2 separate regions of the Mus musculus genome follow, and region 2 is linked to region 1. Evidence: chromatin contacts called from public targeted proximity ligation data. All regions are on one chromosome and are shown on one strand. The core of a region is the stretch at or near the end of the contact, and the rest is flanking DNA. Distances in the headings are between cores, read along the strand shown.

Region 1 (3,914 bases), core at 512-3,011:
ACTTTACTGACTGAGCTATCTCTTAAGCTCTGACTTATGTTTTTTTTTTTTTTTTTAAGTGTCTGGATTAAGGCAAGAAGTAATAGGGAAGAAAACTTGTTCTGTATAATAACTTTTTAACAGAGCTGGTACCATTCAGTCATGGAAGGTACTACCTTGGGAGTATACAGAAAAACTGAGCAAATTAAAATGACCAGTGACCACTAACAAAAAGCTGTTCCATGCTATGTATCCTATGGTGGCCTTATCTAATGCACCTTTCTGATTCTATAATAGTCTGTGACTTTCATTGTATCACAGCTATTGTCCAGCTATGTAAATTAGATATCGGTAGTAAGCAGAGTGCTTCTATTCATGGAGATTATAAGGACTTAGTGTACAGGAGAAGCACGGTTTCTTCTCCCATCCCCAGAGCTAGTTTTGCATCAAGTAACCTATTCATGCCAGCCTTCCTGCTGTTTGTCTGTGGATCTGAATGAGTTTAACCTCTTACTGGTTGCTTCACTAATAAGCTAAAACATTAAAATATATTCATTTTATATTTGCATGAGAGTCACAATTTTTTCCCTGTTGAAATCAATTATATCCTTTAAAATAATTTGCTGGGACTTAAAAAAATTTTTTTTTTACTTGTATGAATGTTTTTGCCTGCATTATGTCTGTATACCACATGTGTGTAACCTCTGCAGAGCCCAGAAGAGGGCGTTGCATCCCCTGGAACTGTGTGTCACCATGTGGATGCTGGGAATTGAACCCAGGTCCTCCAGTCAGTGTTCTTTACTGCAGGGCCGTTTTTTGCAGCCTAAAATCAATCGCGTCTTAACTGGAATCCTTTGTTCTTGCTTCAAAATGAATCCATCCTCCTTCCTCACTTCTGTCCAGATTTCAGACGTCCACACTTCGAGAGTTTTTCACTGTAACCCCTCTTACTGGAGAGGTTGAAACAGGAGAATGGCAAGTTCAAAGCTTGCCTGGGCAATTCAGGGAGATTCTGTCTGAAAGGAGAAAACCTAAGGGCTGATGCTAGAGAATGAGCTCGGTGGCGGAAGGTTTTCCAAGTGTTTGCTGGGCTGGGGTGGGGGTGTTCAAGCCCTAGCTGTAGGGTTACGACCACCAGGGGGCGTGGAAACTTTCGCAGTCCTCGCTGGGCCAGCGTCAGGACAGGAGCCGGAGGTCAGATAGAGGATTAGAGTTGATTACCGCATAGTTGGCTCTAACAGCTCAAGCCCTGCCTTACTTGACTACCTTTATGGCAGCGGAGGAAGTCAGTAGGAGCGTGCACATCGCAGAGGGTAAAGTCCGGTTATAATTAGAAAGTATCTATGGCCTTTAAGATTGAACACAAAGTCGAGGATACTTCTCGAACTTGAGACCAAGTCTTCACTAGCGCCAATTGTTGACCACTACTCTGGTCGATACGCCATTTGTTATCCCCAAATCAAATACGGAGGGGAAGGGAATAGGGGCACCGTTGAAGAGGAAGGGCAGTGAGAAGAACCACACTTTTCTAAAAATTCTTCAAATCCCAGGGCTCTTGACAGCAAGGAGGAGAGAGGTGGGCTTAAGTTTTCCAAATCAAACAAACGTCTTTATCCTACAACTCTGCCCGGTAGTTAAAAGTCAGTTGCTTCTTTTCTCGTACAGGCTAAGCAGAAAATTGCTAAGCAGCCTCTGATTTATATAGCTATGGAAACGGACTCTCCTAGATTCCCTCAAGTTATTCAAATTGTTAGTAAAAGGTGACTGGACCGCCTACACGACTTCGAGAGGCCCCACAACCACTAGCATCATAATCCCCAAATTCCTCGCCGCAGCCCGATCCAGGGCATCTCATCTGCAGTTACGCCCTACGGGAACAAGTCTCTGAGCCCGAACCGCACAGATTTTATACCCAACAGGTCCCTTCTTTAAGGCGGAATATCTCTTGAGCATCATCGGAACGTTTTCCCTCATCAAAGGGAGCAGGAACCAGCTTGTCTTCAACCTGAGGAGTCCGCAGAGGGCCGAACAATAAGAACAGTGCGGAAAATACGGAATCGAAGCCAGACAGACCACCCCCGCCTTTTTTTTTTTTTTTTTTTGTTTCTGCCTTTCGAGGGGCATGGGAAGGTGTGCCCGGAATGCTTCCGGCGCTGGAGCGCGCTGGCCCTTTAAGCAGGAGCTCGGGGAGCGGCCCAGGTATGGGGCGGGCCCAGGGGCGGGCGAGCCCTGAGCCGGCGCGGTCTCGTAGCCGGATTTGGAGCGCGGCGCCGGCGGGGGCCGGAGGGGGCGGCGCGGCGGACCTCGGTGGCCTCGGACGCTCCTCCTCGAGAGCGGCCGCCGCCCGCCTCCGCCCGCTCTAGCAGCTCTCTCGCCCCGGCCGGCAGCCGCCGCCGCTCCAGGCCGCTCACTTGGGACGCGCTCACCTGAGACAAGGCGCCCGCCGCCCTCACCTGGGCCAGGATGAAGGACCGGCTGGAGCAGCTGAAGGCCGTGAGTCCGCGGCGCTTGGGGGATCAGGCGGGCCCCGGGCTGCGGGGATCGGTCATCAGGATAAGTGGCGTGGGAGAGGGGCTTCTCCTAGTTCCCCTAACCCAGGCCGCAGGGGTGCTCTGCGCGCTAGGCCTCCCTCCGCCCAAGCCCCCGCCTCATCCCGCGGAGCTTTGCACCCTCCCCTCCCCTGCAGGGTCATGTGCTCGGTGATTCATCACCTAGCTGCGATTTCCCTGGACGCCCGTAACCCTCTTACCCCTTCTCCCCCAAAGCTGGACAGGGTTCCTCCAGAGCTGGACCCACTCGGGGACTTGAAATCAGCGGGGCTAATGGAGAAGTCAGGGGGCTCACCTCACCAGCTGTCTTCTGCCGCCTGGCACTGTGCCCCAAACCGGCCTCCTCTCCTTTCTATTTCCCTCCCGGAGCACCGGGCAGGGCTACTCCATCCCCGGAGTAGTTGAGAGTTCCGGGTGACTTCCGGAGCGGTGAGCCTGTTAGGTGCTGAGATGGCACCCCTCTTCCCATTCAGTGGTCTGTAATTATTTTGTCTTGTACCCCCGGAGACAGCTGTGGTCGTCTGCCGCACAAAAGCTGAAAAGCTTAGGTCACTTACTCTTTTGAGCCTATTTCCTTGTCGGTCAAGGGAGAATCTTCCTTCCTTATAGGTCTGTTATGAAGGTTGAATGACATAATGGGATTGATATAGGGAAGTGCTGAAGCATCAATTTTTGGAGGTATAGATTCATTTAGTAAGTTACTGAGCACATTCTATGGAGCAGGGCGAGTGTGAAACTTTAGGAACCCACCCGGTGATACAGGCTGCCACTTAATGGGATATAACAGTGCAGCCCTGGAAACTCACAGTGGAGTCTGCCTCCTAGCTAGCCTAGAAGCGCGCATCAGCTCAGATCTCAGACTAGACCTGGTGAAGGTCTCACCGAGTCTTCCCAGGTGATTAATGAGCTCCTTACAGTAGGGAAGTATTAGTCTGCATTAGCACTGGGGCTTTGCCCTGGCCCTACTGCTTACTGGTTACCCTTTAAACTCCAAGCTTAAGTTTTGTTATCTGTAAAATGAGTAGGTATGCAAGCTAAAAGCAAGTGAGCTGCAGGAGAGCCCTTTGTATGGCGCCTAGGACTTATGCTAATAACTTAATGTTTTTTTTTTTTTTGGCTTTTTTTGTTTTGAAATAGAAATGTTGGTGTTGTAATTGTTTTACTTTCTCCTCCCTTGCAGGGATGAGATCTTCCTCACCCTGTTTGCATGCTCTGGGTCCTGGGCTGTAGAATAGGTTTGGGAGATGGAGAAATGAGAGAAGGAAGAGACAGTTGCTTATTGTGGGAGCCAGCCTCTGCCCCAAAGTTGCTTTTTCACATTTGAGCCTCAGGGCATCCTGGTTAACTGAGGGGCAAACTTTACTTGGTGCTCTTTTGTAGTTGGGA
Region 2 (3,914 bases), core at 555-3,054, 680 kb before region 1:
TGTTCTCCTGTATTTCTTTAAGTGATTTATTAAAGTCCTTCTTGATGTCCTCTACCATCATCATGAGATATGCTTTTAAATCTAGGTCTAGGTTCTCAGGTGTGTTGGGGTTCCCTGGACTGGGCGAAGTGGGTGTGCTGGGTTCTGGTGATGGTGAGTGGTCTTGGTTCCTGTTAGTAAGATTCCTCCGTTTACCTTTCGCCATCTGGTAATCTCTGGAGTTAGTAGTTATAGTTGACTCTGTTTAGAGATTGTTCTTCTGGTGATTCTGTTACCGTCTATCAGCAGACCTGGGAGACAGATTCTCTCCTCTGAGTTTCAGTGCTCAGAGCACTCTCTGCTGGCAAGCTCTCTTACAGGGAAGGTGCGCAGATATCTTGTATTTGGACCTCCTCCTGGCCGAAGAAGAAGGCCCAAAACAGGACCTTTCTCAGACACTGTGTTGCTTTGGCAGTTCCCAGGTGGTACAGACTCTCACCTAAGCAGACTAAATTCCTAAGTTCCTTGGAGTCCCAGGACCAAGATGGCGACCGCTGCTGCTGTGGCTTAGGCCGCCTCCCCTGCCGGGTGGGCACCTGTCCTCCGGTCCGGAAGGTGGCCAGCTGTCCCCGGCCCACACAGGGTGCTGCCTCAGCGCCTCTGTGCTTCTGCCTGTTCCAGAAGCTGTCAGGTTCTCTGGCGCACCCTCTCACCTGTTCAGACTCACAACTAATTACTATATATTCACTCTCTCTAACAAGTTACCCAGGCGCAAATGTTTTCCTGTGTTGTCATTCATTTCACTTCTACTATACTACCCTGCCGTGTTATCGTGGTAGACACAAGAAGACGGAGTGCAAAAGAGAATGGTCAGAAAGTAAACGTTAGTTCTTTCTACTTCCTGTTTGTCCTGCAAGCAGACAGTTAAATATTTCTTAATACCCACCCACACCTTTCCCCAGTTTAAGTTTCCTCTATCTGGAAATTTCTAGTTTATCTGCTTAGGAGCGGTTTTCTGTTTGTCTCCTCAAATATAAAAGGAGCACATGAAACTATGGAAAAGCCATTCCAAAAAAGATTAACAATCTCATTACCAATATAAGATTGCTCCAAATTCCAGCTTCACTTTGTCAGAACGGATTCATTGTGCAGTTCCACCCACGGAGAAACAAAGTGTGTGTTTTCTGACAAGGTTAATACATAATTCTCTTTAAAATGTCTAACTTAATTCGTTTGGAGACCTGGTCTGGATATGTGGCATGAAATTCTCCATCTTCTTGCTTCTCAAGTGTGGAAGTTGCCCGTGTGATGTACCATGCCAAGCAATAATGTGCAATACAGGCTTCAATCCCCTTAGTCAGAACCCACTTTATATTACTTTCCTCTTTAGCCATTGATGATCAAAATGAGCGAGTCTAGCTTGCGTTTGTTCTGCTGTCTCATGGTTTTATTTACATAGACACTGCAGGATGAATTAGTCTACCTTGTGTCTTCTAACAGAAAAATTGGACAGCAAGAACTTCTTTTCTCTCTATGTAAACGCAGGGAACCCTTGGCACTGGCTCTCGATGGTCACAAGTGTGTGGCCTTTGACCTGCACTTGAGGATTTGGACCAGCAGGGGGCATGGAAGCTCTAGATCGCTGGTGCTAGTGGCCATGGGGCGTGGCTTTTGCATCTTTGATGGACAGCTAGGGAACGGTGCAGACGAGGATGAGGTAATAACGGACAGAACAAGGAGAGCGTGGGGCAATTCCTGTGTGTGTGTGTGTGTGGGTGGGGGGTGTTGCGTGCGTGTGTGGGTGTGGATGTATGTGTGTGTGACAGAGAGAGAGAGAGAGAGAGAGAGAGAGAGAGAGAGAGAGAGAGAGAGAATGCGTATGCATGCACGAGCTGTAGGGAGATGCGAGCCTCTGAGCTCACGCCGCGGACACGGCCGGTGCTGAGCTGAAAACAGACAGACAGACAGTTCCATATTTGAACAGGCTGCAAAGTTGGGTCCTGGCAGTGGCAGCTGGGACCGGGATGGCGCGCGTGCTCTCGAGACTGGGGGACCAGGGAAGCCTCCGCGGGCGCGAGCTCGCCTTGGCGCTCTGCCCGGGAGGGGCGACTCCTCCTGGAGGCCACTGAGCCGAGCCGCAGGGAGGGGGAGCTGTGCCACCGCGGTCGGCTTACTCGAAGCGGAGAGAGGGCGGAGGGCGTGACCGTGCGGCGCGATCCACGCGGGCGCCCGCGGAGCCCGAGGCGCAACTGGTGCGAGGCGGGTGCAGCGTCGCGCTCGGGCCGCGCGCCCCCGGGTGGCTTTGCAAGGCGGGGCGGCGAGTGCGCAGGGCCGGGCCTTTGCATGAAGCCGCTGGACCCCTCGGAGCAGCGGCAGAGGCGGCGGAGCCCGGCGGAGCGCAGTCGGAGACGGGCAGCTCCGGGGTCCGTGTCCCAGTGCCTACGCGGCTGCGGACTCCCCCATGGGCCGCAGCTGAGGCTTCCCGCAGCGGTGGGGCGCAGACCGGGGGGCGCGGTTGAGACCCGGAGGCGGCGGCGCCGGAGGAAGCGCAGAAGGCCGGGCCCGGGAGGTGGGCAGCACCGCGCCGCAACCCCGGGCTCGCCATGCTCCTGGCCTCGGCAGTGGTGGTGTGGGAATGGCTGAACGAACACGGCCGCTGGCGTCCCTACAGCCCAGCCGTGAGTCACCACATCGAGGCGGTGGTGCGCGCTGGTCCCCGCGCCGGGGGCAGCGTGGTGTTGGGCCAGGTGGACAGCCGGCTCGCGCCCTACATCATCGACCTGCAGTCCATGAACCAGTTCCGCCAAGACACGGGTGAGCCATTCACATCTCTTGTCTGTCCCAGGAGCTCCCGCCTCGTGGGTCCGCTGTGATCCACCCAGTGGCCAGCTTTGCTCACTGGTATCAGCTATAGGTGTTGAGGGCAGGTGCTTCTCTTCCCTAGGTCCTCACAGGATTCCAAGACCACCTCCAAGTAAATGTCCTTGCAAGTAGTTTAAAGAGTCTTGATTATACAACCCAGCCTCAGCCTAGCTGCAGGAGAACCCCTTTATGCCCCCATCAGCCCCTAGTAGCCGTTTGTGCAAGAACTCTAGGGTTTTGCAAACCGCCTCCCACCCCCCAAGAAATGCTGACTCTTCAGCAAGACATTACTTGAACCTCTTGGCTCACACCTGCTCACACTTGCTCACACCTCAGTTCACCCTGCTTTGCCTCAGGCACCTTTGGGCCTAACATACACTTGCCCCCACCCCCCACCCCCTTTCAACTTTAATGTCTATATGGCCCTCTTCTAGGGACCCAGCCTTCCCACTGTCAGCTCCTGGGTAAGAGACTTGGGGAGGCAAAGGGATCCCCAGTCTCCAATTACTGTCTATTGTATGAAAGGGCTGGGACAATACTGGGAGAGAGTGGAGCATGGGTTCCAGGACTGGAGCATCCTGGATGTGGTGGCATCCGCAGATGCCTCTGCTTGTACACTCCAAGCACTGAAGCAACAGGCCAGAGCAGATGGAGAGAGGAGGCGGGAGGATTGGGCTCTGGAATGCCTGGCAGGGAAGCTGCTCCCTTTGTCCATAGAGAAGGAGGAGGAGGAGGAGGAGGAGGGACGGAGGGAGGCAGCAAGAGAAGAAGAAAGGCTAAGAAGAAACTGTCCTTAGGTTTTTTGCTTAAAATAGCAAACAGGAGCCACCACTCTGACCTCCCAAGGCACTAAACTCCATAAAAATTAAGTTGCCACTAGGTCTGCCGCAAATCTCGCAGCCGTGTAGCTCTTCCAGATCCTAGCAAGGAAGGGAGCTCTATAGGTTACGTTAGAGTGAGGGTTGGGAGATACTGGAGAGAGAAGAAAAGCAAGGGTGCTGCTCTCTTCTTTGGGTCTAGTTTGTCCCGGCTTAACTGATGACTTGGGACAAGTTTCCGTCTCCATACAGTAA

Evidence for each region.
Region 2: a contact with region 1 is called in a targeted proximity ligation map of embryonic stem cells, with 4 times the contacts expected there. A contact is called at or near these places in 1 of 39 promoter capture datasets (embryonic stem cells), 1 of 484 Hi-C or Micro-C datasets (embryonic stem cells) and 4 of 130 datasets of targeted methods (astrocytes, embryonic stem cells, epiblast stem cells and 1 more).

What each region holds. Positions count from the first base shown.
Region 1 is chr19:11,817,250-11,821,163 of GRCm38.p6, reverse strand. Stx3 (syntaxin 3) reads left to right here and starts at 1,761. Exons shown (of 11, transcript NM_152220.2): 1 at 1,761-2,472. The coding sequence starts at 2,443. Gm41810 (a long non-coding RNA gene) reads right to left here. Exons shown (of 2, transcript XR_003952942.1): 1 at 2,824-3,914; 2 at 1-2,511.
Region 2 is chr19:12,499,886-12,503,799 of GRCm38.p6, reverse strand. It overlaps Dtx4 (deltex 4, E3 ubiquitin ligase), which reads left to right and starts at 1,804. Exons shown (of 9, transcript NM_172442.3): 1 at 1,804-2,793. The coding sequence starts at 2,583.